Linked DNA regions of Mus musculus: region 2 is linked to region 1. Evidence: chromatin contacts called from public ChIA-PET data. All regions are on one chromosome and are shown on one strand. The core of a region is the stretch at or near the end of the contact, and the rest is flanking DNA. Distances in the headings are between cores, read along the strand shown. Region 1 holds the start of Klhl6 (kelch-like 6). Region 2 holds the start of Ap2m1 (adaptor-related protein complex 2, mu 1 subunit).

Region 1 (4,029 bases), core at 329-2,828:
TTATTTGAAATATGTGATTTTTGAAAATATTATATATATTCACATGTTATTTTCTTAAAATCCTCAACCAGAACTGAAAGGTAGGAAAATCTCACTAAAAATAAAGTGATTTTTTTCCCCCTACTTTCCAAAACACCTCCCTTATCCACACCATCCTTACTCACTGGTTCTCTGTCATTACCACACTAATGTTGACAATGCTGGTCCAGCTGTATTCATACAAGGTTTCAACAAAGATTTTATGAGCAAATGTATCTACCAGGCACTGTGTGAGATCTTTTCACTAAGAGGATCATTACAACAATGATAAAAGAAAACTGTCACTATACCCATCTACCAGTTGAAATTCAGAGTCGCCTAAAATCTCATGGCCAAGAAAGGGCTCAAGTGACATGGAAACATAGTGTCATCTCACTATGACACCTCAGGAGCCTTTCACATCCAGAGGCTTCTTGCATTGTTTGTCCTTCCCACCACTCCTTGTACACCAGAAACCCCTAATTTTCAGCACGTTATGTGATAACTCCAAGAGTGAGGCCACATTTTTTTCTCTACCTCTACTGATGAACAAAGACAACATCATGTTTTAAACACATTAGTCAAACTGAAGAAAGAGGGGAAAAAAATCCCCCTGGCTTAAGTAACGTCACACCCTTAAAATCAAGGACATAGTGTGGTGTGTGTGTGTGTGTGTGTGTGTGTGTGTGTGTGTGTGTGTGTGTTTAAAGCATATTTTCAATTTTATCATTCCCAAAGTACACTTGTCAAGGTAAAAGATAACAAAACATATTTTTAAAGTATGTTAGCTTGACTCTAAGAGATGATAAAGGATATTAAGACAGAGAATTAAGTCTTTCAAAGAAAAGTATCCGAATGGTGGAATCAGACCAAGGATGAGATGAAAGGTTCCAAGTAATAAATAATAAAATACTGCTTCTAAATGGTCCCAGTTTCTCTTGACCTAAATCAAAATTCTAAAGGTTGATAGTTTCCTTTCTTACATTTTAAGTAGGCACAAACCTTAGTGTATAAGCATACATATTTATATTATACATAGTACATAAGGTAATATATAATACAACATGATACCTAACATACTCTATGTAAGAATATATATAACCATAAATGTAACAGCAAACAAATCAGACTGAGCTTGCTCAGTCTTGTAGATTACAGAGCTCTCGCATCTACAGATGTTTTCCTTGCAATATACATGCAGTTTGACTCGGATTCAAAGCAGACTGACCTGAAATAGTTGCTGGCTGCAGCAAGCACCACTCGATGGCAAGAGAATTCCTGAACATCCACACACAAGATGACGTCTGTCAAAGCATTTTCCTCTCTCAGCGTCTCCAGGCCGTTCTGAAGAATTAAAGAAAGTCTCGTGTCGTCAAATTTTACCTTCTCCCCAGTTAATATTTCCACCAAGTCTCCCCTTTTCTGGGAGGACTTGTCTGTAGTCAGTGCTAAGGGTCCTTCCAAGCTCCTCTCTACCACATCGCTCATGGTGCAGGCGCCTCTTTGTCCTGCCATCAACGTCTAGACTAAAGGAGCTGCCAAGTTTCGGGGAGGTCACACTGCAGAAGCTGAACGGATTTCCTGCACAGGCCCCTCCACTTATCACCAGCTGTCACACATACATAACAGGAAGTCTCACACTTTCTCATCCTGTTACTACAAACACCACCAACTCCTCCTCTTCTTTCTGTGGACTGTCACAGGGTTAGGAATGTCTTTGAGTGGGTGCGTAGATCAGGGATCTGGTGGGGGTGGGGGGGGGGGGGAAGGTAGCTTATCTGTGTCTCCCGGGAGTACGGTTTAGTCCTCTCCCACCTCACGCAAACCTCTGCTTCCAGTTATTATCTGTTTACTTATACCTGCATCAACAACTAAGACTTCAGAGAGGAACTGCATAGGGGGACTTCTCTGTCTCCCACTATCTGAGACCCCTTTGGAGCCTTACCTTTCTTCTGAATATCCCTATAAACTTTCTTTCTGAATTTTAGGGCTTCTCTAACACATACCTTCAAATTTCTCCATCTTCCTTCTGCAAATGATTTCCAAGGGCCTAAGAATCACATGCTCAGATTTAATGAAAGCTATGACCATACTCCTGGTATCAGTCTTCTGTATTAGTTACATCGTTCTGATCATATTATCTGACAGAAAAAATATTTAAGGAACAAAAGATTTATTTTGGTCCAGGATATCTGCCCACTATGCCTGGAAGCGGATGGGATAGTGGGTCAGTCTCCAACAATAACACCACGTGGCATATGTTGTTCACATGGTGGTAGCTCAGAAGGGTACCAGTAACCTTCAAAGGCCTTCCCCTAAATGACCTAATTATACAAATTAGGCTGTACTTCATAAAGGTTCCATAGCCTCCCTAATAACACCAGTTGACAAATAAACGTTCAAGACATAGGCTTATGGCATGACATTTCAGGTTCAAATCATAAAAATGCTTCTAACTATATCCTCTGGTAATGCTGAAAACAATACACAATGACATGAGCCTCTTCATGACAACTTATACCATACTCTCTCAAATTATAGACATAAGGCCAAAACTGCTCTAGCTCCTTACCTCCTCCCAAACACACACACAATAAAATAAAATTCAGTTTCTCATTCATGAGTGTATCTACCAAACTCCTTATTGTTTTATATTTATTTTTCACATGCCTTAAAAACTACTAATGAGGCCATCATTGGGAAGAGAGGCCCCTTGGTCTTGCAAACTTTATATGCCCCATTTCAGGGGAACACCAGGGCCAAGAAGTGGGAGTGAGTGGGTAGGGGAGCAGGGCGGGGGGAGAGTATAGGGAACTTTCGGGGTAGCATTTGAAATGTAAATAAAGAAAATATCTAATTAAAAAAAAAATGAATGTAGCCAGATAGGAATGAGATGTAGACCTCTCAGCTCCTCCTGCATCATGCCTGCCTGGATGTTGCTATGTTCCTGTCTTGCTGATAATGGATTGAACCTCTAAACCTGTTAGGCAATCCTAATTAAATATTATCTTTTATAAGAGTTGTCTTGGTCATGGTGTCTGTTCACAGCGGTAAAACCTAACTAAGACATGTGTCAACCTAAATATATTCTAAGATTCATCATTAACTAGTTCAGTCTTTATAAGCACTGATAGATTATTTCTCTTCCAGTGAAGTAAGCCAATTTAAGCCAGATTAGAGTATAATAAAGGCAGGTTTATTTAGAAGCTGATCTCAGGTGGGTTCACTGGCCCAAAGGACAAGGCCCTTCCAATAAAATACAAAAGCCACTAGCAAAAAGCTTGTTGTCTGTTTGTTGTGTTTGTTTGCTAGTTTTTGAGACAAGTTCTTGCTCTCTAGACCCAGCTGTCTTGGAACTCATAAAGATTTACTGGTTTCTGTCTTCTCAGTGCTGGTATTAAAGGTGTGTGCCACCATGTCTAGCTAGCAAAAACTTTAGTACTGTGTAGATATTCTAACTATATATTTCTGTCTCAGTTAGCTTTATGATACGCACGTGAAATAGACTCTGTTCTCATAGAAGTGGGTAGCTGTGATGGTTAGTGTTGATCATCAAATTGTCAAGATCAAGAATCACTTAAGTTCACATCCCTAGCACCCACATGGGAGCTGGGTGTGGTAGTGTTTATCTGTAATTCTAGTACTGTGTGGTAGAGACAGGAGTGATAAAAACAGGAAATAAAAACTGGTCAGGCAGTTTTAGGGCAGAAAATTCACTCAGCAATGAGTAAACCTCAACCCTACACAAAGAACTATAAGCAACTAATGAATGCTGAGAGTAGGAGAAATAGTTTTCCCCAGGGTAGAGTACATGAACTTTACACTTCCAGGATGATCAATCTTGAAAAGATATATCCAAGTGACACTGTATAGACTGAGCAGTTTGTATTTATGTATTTATGAATATATATGTACATACATATATATGTAACAACAGTTCATGAAAAGAGGAAGCTATGGGCTTGAAAGCAAGTGAGGAGGAGTGCATAGGAGGGCTTGGAGAAAGGAAGG
Region 2 (3,742 bases), core at 574-3,073, 550 kb after region 1:
TTCCTGTCCTGGTGACCTTCGTTACAAGCTACACCTACATGGTATTAGTCAGCATCACACACCCTTCTACTCTTGACACTCTGAAGTTCAGCTGTTCCTCTCCCTTTCTTAATTTACAGAGCATGGGATTTGGAGTCAAGTTGGTTTGGGCTTGAATTCCAGCTCTCATTTTTGGTTGTGTAAAAGAGTTATTTAACCTCTCTGGAGCCTCAGTCCTCCCATATGTAAAATGATGATAATAATACCTACCTCACAGGGTTGTTGTGAGGAATTAGATATTGTACGAAAAGTGCCTAGCACAGTGCCTGGCACACAATAGAGTAGGTGCTCAATAAATGGTAGCTATTATTATTATTATTATTATTATTATTATTATTATTATTATTAATTTACTCTAAACCAGCAAACTTTTAGGGTATATTGGGAAGAGAAAACCTTTGCAAAGATAGATATGAAGCCTTGAATGATAGTTCAGGAGTTAGAAGTTTTTGGGTTTTCGCTACTTAGAAGGAGATTGCTAGGAATAGTAGGGTTAGCAACCAGATTTAAGCACCCACCCACTTCCTTTCTGCCATAGAAGTCTCTGGCCTGTTTAGGCAGCAGGATGTCTCTGTCTCCTGAGAGAAAAACCAAATTTTCCTGATTTGGCAATAATCAGACAGCTGTTTGTGTCCAGGTTGGCTCTTCCTCATTCTCTCAGTTTGGATATCATAGGAAATCTTTTCTCTCCTTTTTTGTTTTTATGAGACAGGGTTTCTCTTTGTAGCCCTGGCTGTCCTGGAACTTGATCTGTAGACCAGGCTGACCTTGAACTCAGAGTGCTGCCTGCCTCTACCCCCCCCCCCCCCCCCGCCCCAGTGCTGAGATTAAAAGCATGTGCCACCACTGCACAGTTGAGAAATGGGATTTTTTTTTTTTTCGAGACAGGGTTTTTCTGTAGCCCTGGCTGTCCTGGAACTCACTTTGTAGACCAGGCTGGCCTCGAAGTCAGAAATTCTCCTGCCTCTGCCTCCCAAGTGCTGGGATTAAAGGAGAAATGGGATTTTAAAATCCCATGCCCAACTAAACTGGAGTAGAGGGCAAAAGGGGTCTCTTATGTAGCCTGGGCTGTCTTGAAACTCTCTATTTAGACCAGGATGGCCTCAAACTCACAGAGATGCTCTTGCCTCTGCCTCCAGAACTCTGGAATTAACGGCATACGTCACCATCACACCACAGTCACAGATTTAGCTGAGGAAAACATTAACGTTTAGCTGTCTTCCTTCCCAGCTTTTCTGTTTGGATAATTATCCCTGAGAAAGGGATCAGTCCAATCCTAGAATATATATAAAATACATACAAATAAATTTTATATATATATATAAAAACACACACACACACGTTTGGGAGAATCAAACGTGGTGTTTAAAAAAAAAAAAAAACAGTAAATTCAGCAGTAACAAGCTTATGCCAAGTTGTGTTTGTAAAGTAGCCAGTCTTCGAAATCTGGAGACAATAAAAGACTATAGTAATTCAAAATTTACAATTGGTTTCGACAAATAGCTTTGGTCTCTTAAAGCTACCCCACTTAACTAGGAACAGGAAGGGTCGCAGAGACTACACTTCCCGTGATTCTCAGTGAAGCAAACAATGGTTGGAGTGTATCACGACACGTGTTGCTTGCAAGGCGCACTAAAGCTGACGTCTTCTCTGTCTTGAAGGCTGTCGGTAGTTGTAGTTTTGTTGAGCCTAGGGCGCTCAGATGTGTCAGCTTGAAAGCTGCGGGGACTGACGGGACTTGTAGTCGCCGCTGGAGGCGAGCGCGCAGGCGCAGCTGCGATCGGGGCGGGGTGGGGCGGGAGCACTGCAGTGAAAGCCGAGGCAGCAGACAGGCGAGCTGGGGGCGGGCGGACATCTTGGGATCCGAGAGTGGCCAGGCCGGCCTTGTGGGGGCTGCTGACTCCAGGTGAGCTGGGAGGCTTGACTTAGAGGTCCTTATCAGGCGACGAGGGTGCTGTGGTAGCCTGCCTTGCCCTGCACGGTGCTGGGTGGAAAACTGCCCGCACCGGGGAGTGGCCTCAGCCTTCAGACCCGGGAGGGAGTAGACAACCGGGCGGGGGTGCCTTGGGCGCGATTGCAGCAAGGGCGGGGAGCAACGCCTTCCAGTGACCCGCCAGGCGTCTCCGGGAAGAGACTAGGGCTGGAATCCTAGAGCGGGAGACGCCGCGCGGCGCCCCATCCCTAGAATCCTGACAACCGCTCAACCCCGGGGTTTCCTATTTCCCCATCCCCCAGGACATTGACATCCCCTGGTGCCACTCCCTTGGACAGTGACAGGTCTCTCTCGAACACTGAGAGATTCCATCCTCCTGGTTTACCCCCACGGCTCTTGTACCTCAGACCTGTGACAGCCCCCGCATCCCGTGGTGACATCTCCCGGGCCTAGATGTCTTCTCCTCCCTCAGCTGAGAAAAACTCCACCAGCCCCCTATGCTTCACTAACAGAAGAGTAGGCCCTGTCTCTCAGCTTTCTCTTTTTCTTGTCTATCTCTTTTCGCTGTTTTTCGCTCCTCCCAAGCTCCTATGACCTTTGCCATAGGAGACCTTTAGGGACTCCCACAGCTGTATTTGGTGCTTTGGGGTCATCCTGGTCTTTTGCTAGCAATTCCAGCTAACCCTTTCCTTAACTAAATATTGCATTTTCGTCCAGGACACACACACACCGCCCCCCCCCCCGAGGTCACACACACCATCCCCCACCCGAGGTTGATACCTGTGGACTTGGTCCTTTGCTCAGCGCTCAACCTCCATTTTGCATTTTCTTTCTCACCTTCTTTGGACTTGTCACTGGGCTTCAAGGGTTAACTTTTCAGTTTCAAAAAGTCTGTTAAACTAACCTCAGTGAAATTAATATCTGGACTAATCCAGAAATCTAGAACCAGATTAACCCCGTTACTCAAATATTCTACCTTAATTTTGACCAAAATAATTTGGGCAGTCGAGGCATTCTGTTATCCCTGCCCATTGCTTGGTAAACACCAGGCCAGAAGTGACTGACTTGGCAGATTTGGAGACACAATTTAGATGGCAGGATTAATGCTACTACATACAGACCTAATTTTTGTCACACTTAGAAATTTTGAAAAGACAGTAACCAGAAATAACTGTAAAAGGGGCTCAGCATTGAAGAGTTCTTACTGCTTTTCCAGAAAACCTGAGTTCAGGTCCCGGCACATGTCATTTGGCTCAGTACCACCCTAACTCAGGCTTGAGGGGTGGAGGGCAGTGTTCAGTCTAACACCTAGCTTCCACACATACAGCACACTGGCATGTACCTGTGTGTCGGTAAAAATGAAATCTTTTAAAGAACTTATTAAGCGGGCCTCTGTTCCTTTGTCTGCTTATCTCTCTGCCTGGGAAAGATGTGCCTGCTTCAGCCACCTTCCTGGCTCTGTGTTAGAGCCTAAGGGCCTCTTCCCTCCCAGCCCCACCTCACCCTGCACACCCTTTCCTGGAATGTGTAGACTTCTAGAGGGTCATGCTCCGTTGCCTTCTTGGAAGGGTAATGCTTGCTCTAAAGGTTATGCCTGGTGGCAGGCCCAGGCTCAAGCCAACTAGAGTAATCCCTCCCGCCACGCCATTCCTGCATCTGCAGGCAGGCCTTCTCTGTGACTCACTGGAAGCAGCAGGAGTGAGAGTGCACAGTAGGGGGCTGAGCTCGGCCTTGTGGTTACTTTCCTCAGCCCTCAGAAAAGGCTGGATA

What was found. ChIA-PET counts read pairs in DNA pulled down with a chosen protein or histone mark.
Region 2: a contact with region 1 is called in an RNA polymerase II ChIA-PET map of memory CD8 T cells, with 36 read pairs. The contact joins the promoter of Ap2m1 here to the promoter of Klhl6 in region 1. A contact is called at or near these places in 1 of 39 promoter capture datasets (the HPC-7 cell line) and 1 of 115 datasets of contacts at active chromatin or transcription factors (memory CD8 T cells).

The regions. Positions count from the first base shown.
Region 1 is chr16:19,981,471-19,985,499 of GRCm38.p6, forward strand. It overlaps Klhl6 (kelch-like 6), which reads right to left and starts at 1,579. Exons shown (of 7, transcript NM_183390.3): 1 at 1,247-1,579. The coding sequence starts at 1,533.
Region 2 is chr16:20,533,657-20,537,398 of GRCm38.p6, forward strand. It overlaps Ap2m1 (adaptor-related protein complex 2, mu 1 subunit), which reads left to right and starts at 1,824. Exons shown (of 12, transcript NM_009679.3): 1 at 1,824-1,945. Dvl3 (dishevelled segment polarity protein 3) reads left to right here. Exons shown (of 15, transcript NM_007889.3): 15 at 1-357.